Regions from separate parts of the Bicyclus anynana genome. Here region 2 is linked to region 1. Evidence: chromatin contacts called from public Hi-C data. All regions are on one chromosome and are shown on one strand. Each heading gives the region's core, a stretch centred on a gene start, on an enhancer-like site or on the middle of the called end of the contact. The rest is flanking DNA. Distances are from core to core; before and after follow the strand shown.

The links. Hi-C and Micro-C count contacts between places; a contact is called where the count stands out from the background.
Region 2: a Hi-C map of whole body shows a contact between it and region 1, with 2.3 times the contacts expected there. The contact joins two enhancer-like sites. A contact is called at or near these places in 2 of 2 Hi-C or Micro-C datasets (whole body and whole larva).

Annotation. Positions count from the first base shown.
Region 1 is chr15:15,768,030-15,771,947 of ilBicAnyn1.1, forward strand. The region is part of intron 1 of LOC112052799 (serine/threonine-protein kinase SMG1); the gene reads left to right. LOC112045644 (histamine H2 receptor) reads right to left here. Exons shown (of 5, transcript XM_052885916.1): 3 at 2,543-2,702; 4 at 1,580-1,750; 5 at 1-215. Among protein-coding and RNA genes, the nearest start is that of LOC112052799, 14 kb to the left of the region's middle. Within about 2 kb of position 1,447, at least 4 of the 8 cell types and tissues checked have open chromatin away from gene starts, as enhancers often do.
Region 2 is chr15:15,886,264-15,890,399 of ilBicAnyn1.1, forward strand. It overlaps LOC112052799 (serine/threonine-protein kinase SMG1), which reads left to right. Exons shown (of 16, transcript XM_052885915.1): 2 at 2,634-2,842. Among protein-coding and RNA genes, the nearest start is that of LOC112052798, 41 kb to the right of the region's middle. Within about 2 kb of position 2,833, at least 8 of the 8 cell types and tissues checked have open chromatin away from gene starts, as enhancers often do.

The sequences.
Region 1 (3,918 bases), core at 197-2,696:
TTGCACCGCAACAGTTTGGCGAAAGCAGCTCTGAAGCCGGCGTTCTTCCACGCGTATATCAAGGGGTTGATGCCGGAGTTGGACATGGCGAGCGACGACGTGAGGCGGTACACGATGGGGTTGTGCAGGGGCTCGATGGGCAAGGTCTGCGCGCACGCCACCACCACGAAAGGCATCCAGCAGATGGAAAAGGAGCCCAACACCAGCAGGACCACCTGAAAAATAAAGAAAAAACAGAATGTTATGCGAATTGATAATATAAAACCAAAGACATAATCAATATTTTTTTACGCCACAAATGTATCACATACTTTGAAAGCGACTACTGGTATATTTTATTCTGGTCTATAATTATTCTAAGTACGATGTCTTTACATTATTAAATAAGACTGTCGTACGAAATAATTACATTTCATATACACATCTACTACCATATGTTGGATATAAAATTCTTATAGAAGCACTTTGCGATTATTAGCAGTAGGTAATACCGGCCACCCTTACTATAAAGGCGTCCGCCACCCTTACAAATTGCAAGGGCGGAACGACGGGCTCGGAAATGGTTTCATGAAAAACAAAACGAAAATTTCGCGCACGTTATCTATACTAATATTATAAAGAGGTCAACTCATCCACCATTTGCCACTAGAAAGCCAAGTTATTTGTGAGTCTAATGTCATAGGCTATATTTTATCCTCGTATTCTCACAGGAACAGGAACTACGCGTACGTATTTTGTATTAATTCTGTTTATTTCATTTTAGCCTCACTAGCTCAACAGTAAGAACGGTCGGACTCATCACCGAGGGGTGGTGGTTCGATCCTCGCCCCGTTGGTCTATTGTCGTACCCACTCCTAGCACAGTCTTCCCGACTAGTTGGAGGGAAATGGGGAATATTGGTCATATTATAAAAATATGGCAAATATTCTTTTTTTTTAAAAAAAAAAAGCCCTCTAAACGGATTTTGATAGACTGAATTATAAATGATTCGTCTGATTCCAAAAATACGTTGCAATGAGTCCGTTTAGTAGAATGTTTCGTGCACGAAATTAATTTTGTATTATTGTGAGATACCAACGTGTGGACTAACGGCTTAACCTGCATGTACCTGCATAATAGAATTTTAAACACGATGCGATATTAGCGCGACACGTGTAATACGTTACTGGTATATTTCTATTTAATTTATTTTAGTGACGCAAAAATTTGCATAAATTTTCTACTTTCATCTTGTGGAAAACCTTCTGCGCACTAGCGTGGGCATGTTTCGCTGGAAAGATTTCAGCAGCAGAATCTTAGTAATATAGGATTTACCCTTTGGGTAGGGAACCCTTAGCTCAGTTACCCTCGCGCCTCGTATACCGTCTCGTACCTCGCCTCGCATCTCGCGAAAATGACTCATGTTCACACTCTCGCGATGCGTTCAGTAGTCCTTGTGTCAGCAACTGAACGCGAGCGCCGCGAGTGGCGAAACGAGGAACGAGATGAACTACGAGCGCACTGTTTACTCACTGGCCCGCACTTCGCCTCGAGACTGACTGAGAGTGTTAATGAGGTATAAAAAGCACAGGAATCCTACCTGGATGCTCTTCCAATCGTTGGCACTGGTGGGGCAGCAGGTGTTAGCGCGCATGCGGCGCGCGTGGCACGTGGCCTCGCGCCAGATGCGCCAGTACAGCACGAACATCACCATCCAGATGAGCGAGAACATGGGCGCCAGGATCGACGTCGTGTACGTCTTCGGCACCACCTGGAATGTGACACGGAACTTTTAAAGAATATTTGCCGTATCTTTTAAATATGACCAATATACCCATTCCTCTCCAAGTAGTCGGGAGAAACTGTATTATAGGAGTGGGTACGACAACGGGTAGGTGATGAGTCAGATAACTTTACCGTTGAGCTATTGAGGTTGTAAACTTGTTGACAAAAATCCTTTATTTTACTAACAGAGGCCGCGCGGCTTCACCTGCGTGGTTCCCGTTCCTGTAGGAATACGGGCATAAAACATAGTCTGTAGCACTCGGGAGTAGTGCAGCTTCTTAACAGTGACAGAATGTTGTAAATCGGTTCAGTGCTTTCAGAGCACATTTGATGCAAACATACGATCAAATCTTTCTTCTATTTAAAATGTTTGTTTTTTGTTGAAATCTTGTTATTGTATTGTCTAAATCTTGATTATGCAACTGTCATTCATTTTATAAATGATACTAATTTGGACATTGAAATGGTTCTATTACCAAATTTTAAACCCAGGTCAAAATCAAAGATCAACAGTCGACAACACAGCAGTAAACGAAAGTCAGATAGTAAAGAGTCATCGTCATCATTATTAACCGCTGAACGCTCACTGCTGGACATAAGCCATCTCTAGAGGCCTCCAAACACCACTGTCTTGATTCGCTAGCATCCAGCGGCTCCCCCTAACCCTTGGAACTTCCGGTCTTGAGCTACTTAGGATGCTAGGAGCTGCAAAGCTCTTACCGTCGCTTTAAATAGACTAAAGTATTGGTATAGTAGAGTGACGTTGTAGATCACGTACCACGTTCATCTCGCAGGCCACGCCCTCCTCCCAGTCGTTCCAGAACACGGGTATGCAGCTGATGCACACGGCCACCGACCACGTGGCGCTCATGAGCAGCCGCGTGATCACCTTCGTCATGTAGCGGCTGTAGTGCAGCGGGTGCACGATCGCTATGTACCTGTTGTACGACAACTGTTACAAGATCTGCCTTAGAAACGACCTTCACCCATCTGTTTAATGGATCAAAAGTATATTATATTTATATTACAAATTAGGAAGTTTGTTGCCTAGACATTTAGGCGATTTTTTTGCAATATATTGTTTATCGTACTAATCTATACTAATATTATAAAGAGGTAAAGTTTGTAAGTTTGTCACATTTTTTAAATGGGGTAATCTTCGGAACTACTGGTCCGATTTTAAAAATTCTTTCACCAGTAGAATGCTACATTATCGGGGAGTGGCTATAGGCTATATTTTATATTGGTATCATATATATTAGCCGAGTTATCACAGTTTTTATCATACAGGTCGGACTGAAAATCCTCTTCAACAGACTTATTCGCATGCGCTGCCTTAACTATTTAGTAAAATTGAAATTAATGTATGGAGACTTTATGTATCTTTAAAAGTTCTACAAAAAAGTCCGCGACACCATATATCTATCTTCTATATATTAGCAGATATAGTACCTTTTGTGTTTTAAAAATTATTAATTTTATATACTTAGGTTTACGTCATTATTTATACAACTAAATTTAAATCCTTATTAAAATAAATTATTTAATAATCACAAGGATATTATGGAGATAAGATTTGCCCTTTACAGTATGTTAATTACTTAAATAGTTTCGGAGATAATACAAAATTTCTAAAAGACGCAGAAATTCCGCTATATGACGTCCGGCGCTTTCATTTGCGTAGTTCCCGTTCCCGTGTGAATATGGGGATCAAACATAGCCTATGACACTTGCAAATAACGTAGCTTTCTATTGGTAAAACAATTTTCCAAATCGGTCCAGTAGATCCAGAGATTACCTCCTACAACCACACGAACTTTACCTCTTTATATTATTAGCATAGAAGTCTCTATTTACAGTCATACCACCACTCTTGAAGGACTGGACCGATTTTGCTAAGGGTAGGAGTAAGATAGAGAAGTTACAGGGTAGGGTAGGGTACGGGTAGGGAAGTGTAGGGGTAGTGTAGGGATGTGTAGGTTTAGGGCCGGGTTTAGGGTAGTGGTAGGGTAGGGGTAGAGGTAAGGTAGTGGTAGGGTAGTGGTACGGGTAGGATAGGGAAGTGGTAGGGTAGGGGTAGGATGGGGGTAGGGTGTAGGTAAGGTAGGTGTAGGGGTAGGGGTAGGTTTGGGGTAGGGTAGGGGTAGGGGTAGG
Region 2 (4,136 bases), core at 1,583-4,082, 120 kb after region 1:
CGTAGCCTAAACTGAATTGGATAATTATTTGTTTGTTAGAAAGAGCATACTCCTGAGGTGGTCCCATTGTCTTCATGTGAGAACCTGATGCTGATGGAATCCTGGAAAAATCGTAGGGAACTTTTAAAAATCGTAGGGAAGTCGTCCCGTCGTCGTGCGTTTGTCAATTTTTTCATTAAGATGATTTTATGCTCTATAAGTGTAGCGGGCTAAGTCACTATTTTAATAGGTTTGTAGAGTAATACGTTATAGAAGTATAAACTATAATACAATATCTTGTTAACTTAAAAGAGTTGGACATAGTTTACCTAATCAATATTTAATTAGCTAACTGATTACTTTATTAATTAGTTTCGCACTTGGCTTAATGTATGTGTTCGACGGCAAAGGGTTATTAATACTTAATTGTCCTACATTCCTAGTTATCTGTGTTAGGTATTGGTTAATTATATCGATATTTAAATTAATCAGTATCTATCAAGGTCAATCGTTTTATTTAATTTGGTCATTATGAGAAACTATAAGTTTACAAATTACAGATTATCAGCTTTATCATGAATCACCTAAAGATCGTTCGACAATCCGTTTAGTAGTTTTCAATTGTATCACGAACAGACTGACACGGATGAAGAATTTGTTTTATAATATGTAGATGTAAACTGGATTTCACAATCCAAATGTTAATATCTATACAGATTTTATTTTGCAATCTATATTTTGTTGCCGGTAGAGTCTTTCTTGACGTTTCAATAATGACATGCTCACAAGAAATTTGAATTTGAGCTCAATAATTTTGTACCACTTCCCTCCTTTAGAGCACCGATAACTTCTCAATTTATCACCTAAAACCCATTATTGGCCCATTCCAGGTCATATAAAAGTCATTCTGAAGCTAATACATAACAGTACACTTCCCAAAATTCCACTTTTATAACACTAAGTTGTATAAGCTGGAATGCTCCTGCTCCGTGGCATGCAGCTACTCGGCGCGGAATGCTCGACACGCCCGTCGCATGCCGCGCTGCCGGCGAGCCTGCGGCGAGTCGCCTGGGAATTCGGGCAGCGATTTAATGTGTGCTTAGCGTTTCGAGGACGTCTATTTATAAAGAAATGCGATTACCGAAATGTGTAATATGCTAATATTGGCAATCATTTTGAGTACCCGATATGAGAAATATTTCCATCACGTTCGTAGACAGTTAAACAAATTAGTTATTGGCCTGATATTATTTGCGTAGCGTTCTGAAAGACTTGATTTTCCGATTTTCCGGAATAAAAAGAAGTTCGTAATGCTCAATAACCTTCTCTATCTACCAGTGAAGGTCCCGTTTCTCCTTCCATTCCAGTCCCATCTATCCTTTCAGCCGTTCCAAAGATACGACGATACGACTAATCTTTTGTGGTTTAACTAGAACGAATAAACAGATACAAAGTAATTAGTTTTTTGTTTATTTTTTTTATAATCTTTTTATCGCTCCTTTTAATATTTGATATTTATCTAACAATACTATTTTAACAGAGAACATCCTGCGGTTCCATCCATAATAGTAGTAACAGTATAGTTTCCGTTCCCGTGGGAAAAATACCTATTTATAGATTAAATAACGCCGGCGATCCGAGTCGTACGCGTAAAGTAGCCCGACCTTCCTAACTTTGAAGAACTTTCATACTAAGTTCCTTTCGTGAAGTTGAATTTTCTAAAAATTCTTTGTAGCGAGTCTCTAGTTGAGGCTCGACGTTGCAAAGATATACCTACTATTGCCCAAATTTCAGTTGCTCCGCAGTAATTTCGTCGGAGCGCTGATAATATCATTCATGAGTTATAAATTTTACCGTAGACTGGTATAATGTTTGTTCAAAAAGTATTCAATTACACGTATAATAACACAACAAATTAAATATTTACCGACTCCCCGCGATGTTTAGATGCGAGTACATATAATTATAACACTCAAACAGTGTTCCATCTAAGTTTATATTTGTTAATGAACAAACTCGCACAATGTAAGGTAACGTAAACGAGTTGCGAACTTTGCTATGCTCCCCCTGCCCTCCGACCGCCGCCCGCCGCCCGCCCGGTACATCGTGGCGCGCTAATCAAACATTCTCGTCTTGTGAACATTATATTATACTCCTATATTAAAAACTTGAGTAATACGGTGTCATCTTATGCACTTGTAAAGGCCAGCTAGCCTATTCACTATTTTGGTCTTTATTATCAACTTGTTAAACATCAAATCAACTGCCAAATGTCATCTATTCACTATAAGATATCCACCAGTAGGCACCGGATGATAGAATCTCAATTTGATAATGTCAACTAACTTAAGTCAAAGATAGAGAATTAGCCTGCAGGATGCTCGGTTATACTTCTCTGGAGACTTGAGAGTTCAAGTCCAGAAAACATAAAGTATCGGCTCAGAATTGATCGCGTTTTTCAATTATCTTCAGGTACGATCTGCTTTTTACATCAAGACGCTGCTTTTGTATTGCAGAACTTAAATATAATGTTAGTTCAATCTCTCAATCCATTGCCCATTCATTTGATATAATTAGTATGTAGTTGTCTTCCCTTCTTTCGTAGGACAGGTGCGTTATAAGAAATAATCTGATGATGATGTTGTGGTCGGCAGGGCATCTTCCGGCTGGCGTGCGAGCACGTGGTGCGCACCATGCGGCGCGGGCGCGAGACGCTGCTCACGCTGCTGGAGGCCTTCGTGTACGACCCGCTGGTGGAGTGGGGCGGCGGGCGGCGGCGGCGCGGCGTGCGCCACGTTCGGGCCGCGCGCGCCATGCTCGCCGTGCGCGTGCGCGAGCTGCGCCACACCGCCGCCGAACTCACGTGAGTAGTGAGCTCTGCTCTCTCTGTCATTGGTGGAGCGGGCGGCGACGTGTGCGCCATGCTCGTGCGCGAGCTGTGCCTTTCTCTTCTCCGTCTATGAGTATTACCAGCTCTTTTTGAGCGAGTTCATCGGCATATGTTTCAAGCAATTCGTTTATGATTGCTGAGCAGTCACAGTATCTATACGATCGAATCTTAATCGACTCGTTGGCACGGTGTGAACAAGTCGATTAAAACGTTTGAGTGATTATTAAAATTGTATTTTTTTTTAATTTAAACCATGCAATTAAAAGATTAAACGTATCATATAAATGCGGTGATTAAAGAAAATTAGGCTAAATAATCTACATGTACATATAAATTATACGTATAGCAATTATTTCTTAATTATACTGAGCACATATTCTGTATAATTAAGAAATAATTGCGGGTGCTATTAGTGCTTTCTAGCCCACGGTAAAAGTATCAAATGAAACTTCCCATTCCGTACGAAACGAAAATACACAATTTAGGTGTGTAACATTCGTTATAAAACATTAAGACCCGAGTTCACCGTCTTTCACTTGAACGATGTTTACATAACCGGCCCGTTAAATACTAAACGTAGTTTAAACAACCATTGACAACTTGCAAGTAATACCCCAAATGGCAGGGATTTTTTGAGAAACAGGGATATTTTCTTTTCCCAATTCGGAAAACTTCCGCTTTGAAGGGATTTAGAAAAATGTGTATTGGCAACGCCTATTTATTATTTACGATTTATTATTGTCAATTAATAGCTATTGTGTCAAACACTTTAACGTCTTAACCGAAGTATAACCGGTGTATGCTAGCTTGGTTAAGATAACCGCCCGATTTACGTCCTTAACCGGCATATGAGCTTAGATGAACAGGAAATTTGGACTAAATAGCGTTTAATTTATTGAAAGAGTTTTAAATATTTAAACGAATGTCGGTGAACTTGGATTAGATCCAAGTTTACCGACAGCGTTCTTACAGGAATGTCGTAAAATTATCTATGGCTAAAATTTTACCTGATATTTGAAAAATTCTAAAGAAAGGTCGGTTACAGTATTTATTATGTTTATCTTTTAAGATTTTTAATTTTAATTTTTTAGCTATTTTGATTAAAATCAAAGTTAAAGATTTTACAGACGTTTATAAGATATCAATTACAATTGAACTAATAGAAAACATATTTCAAGGCAATAAATAAAATAAATATTAAAAACTTATACTCAAAGTCTATATAAACAGAATATTGTTTAACACAGACATAGGCGGGGTGAGCCGT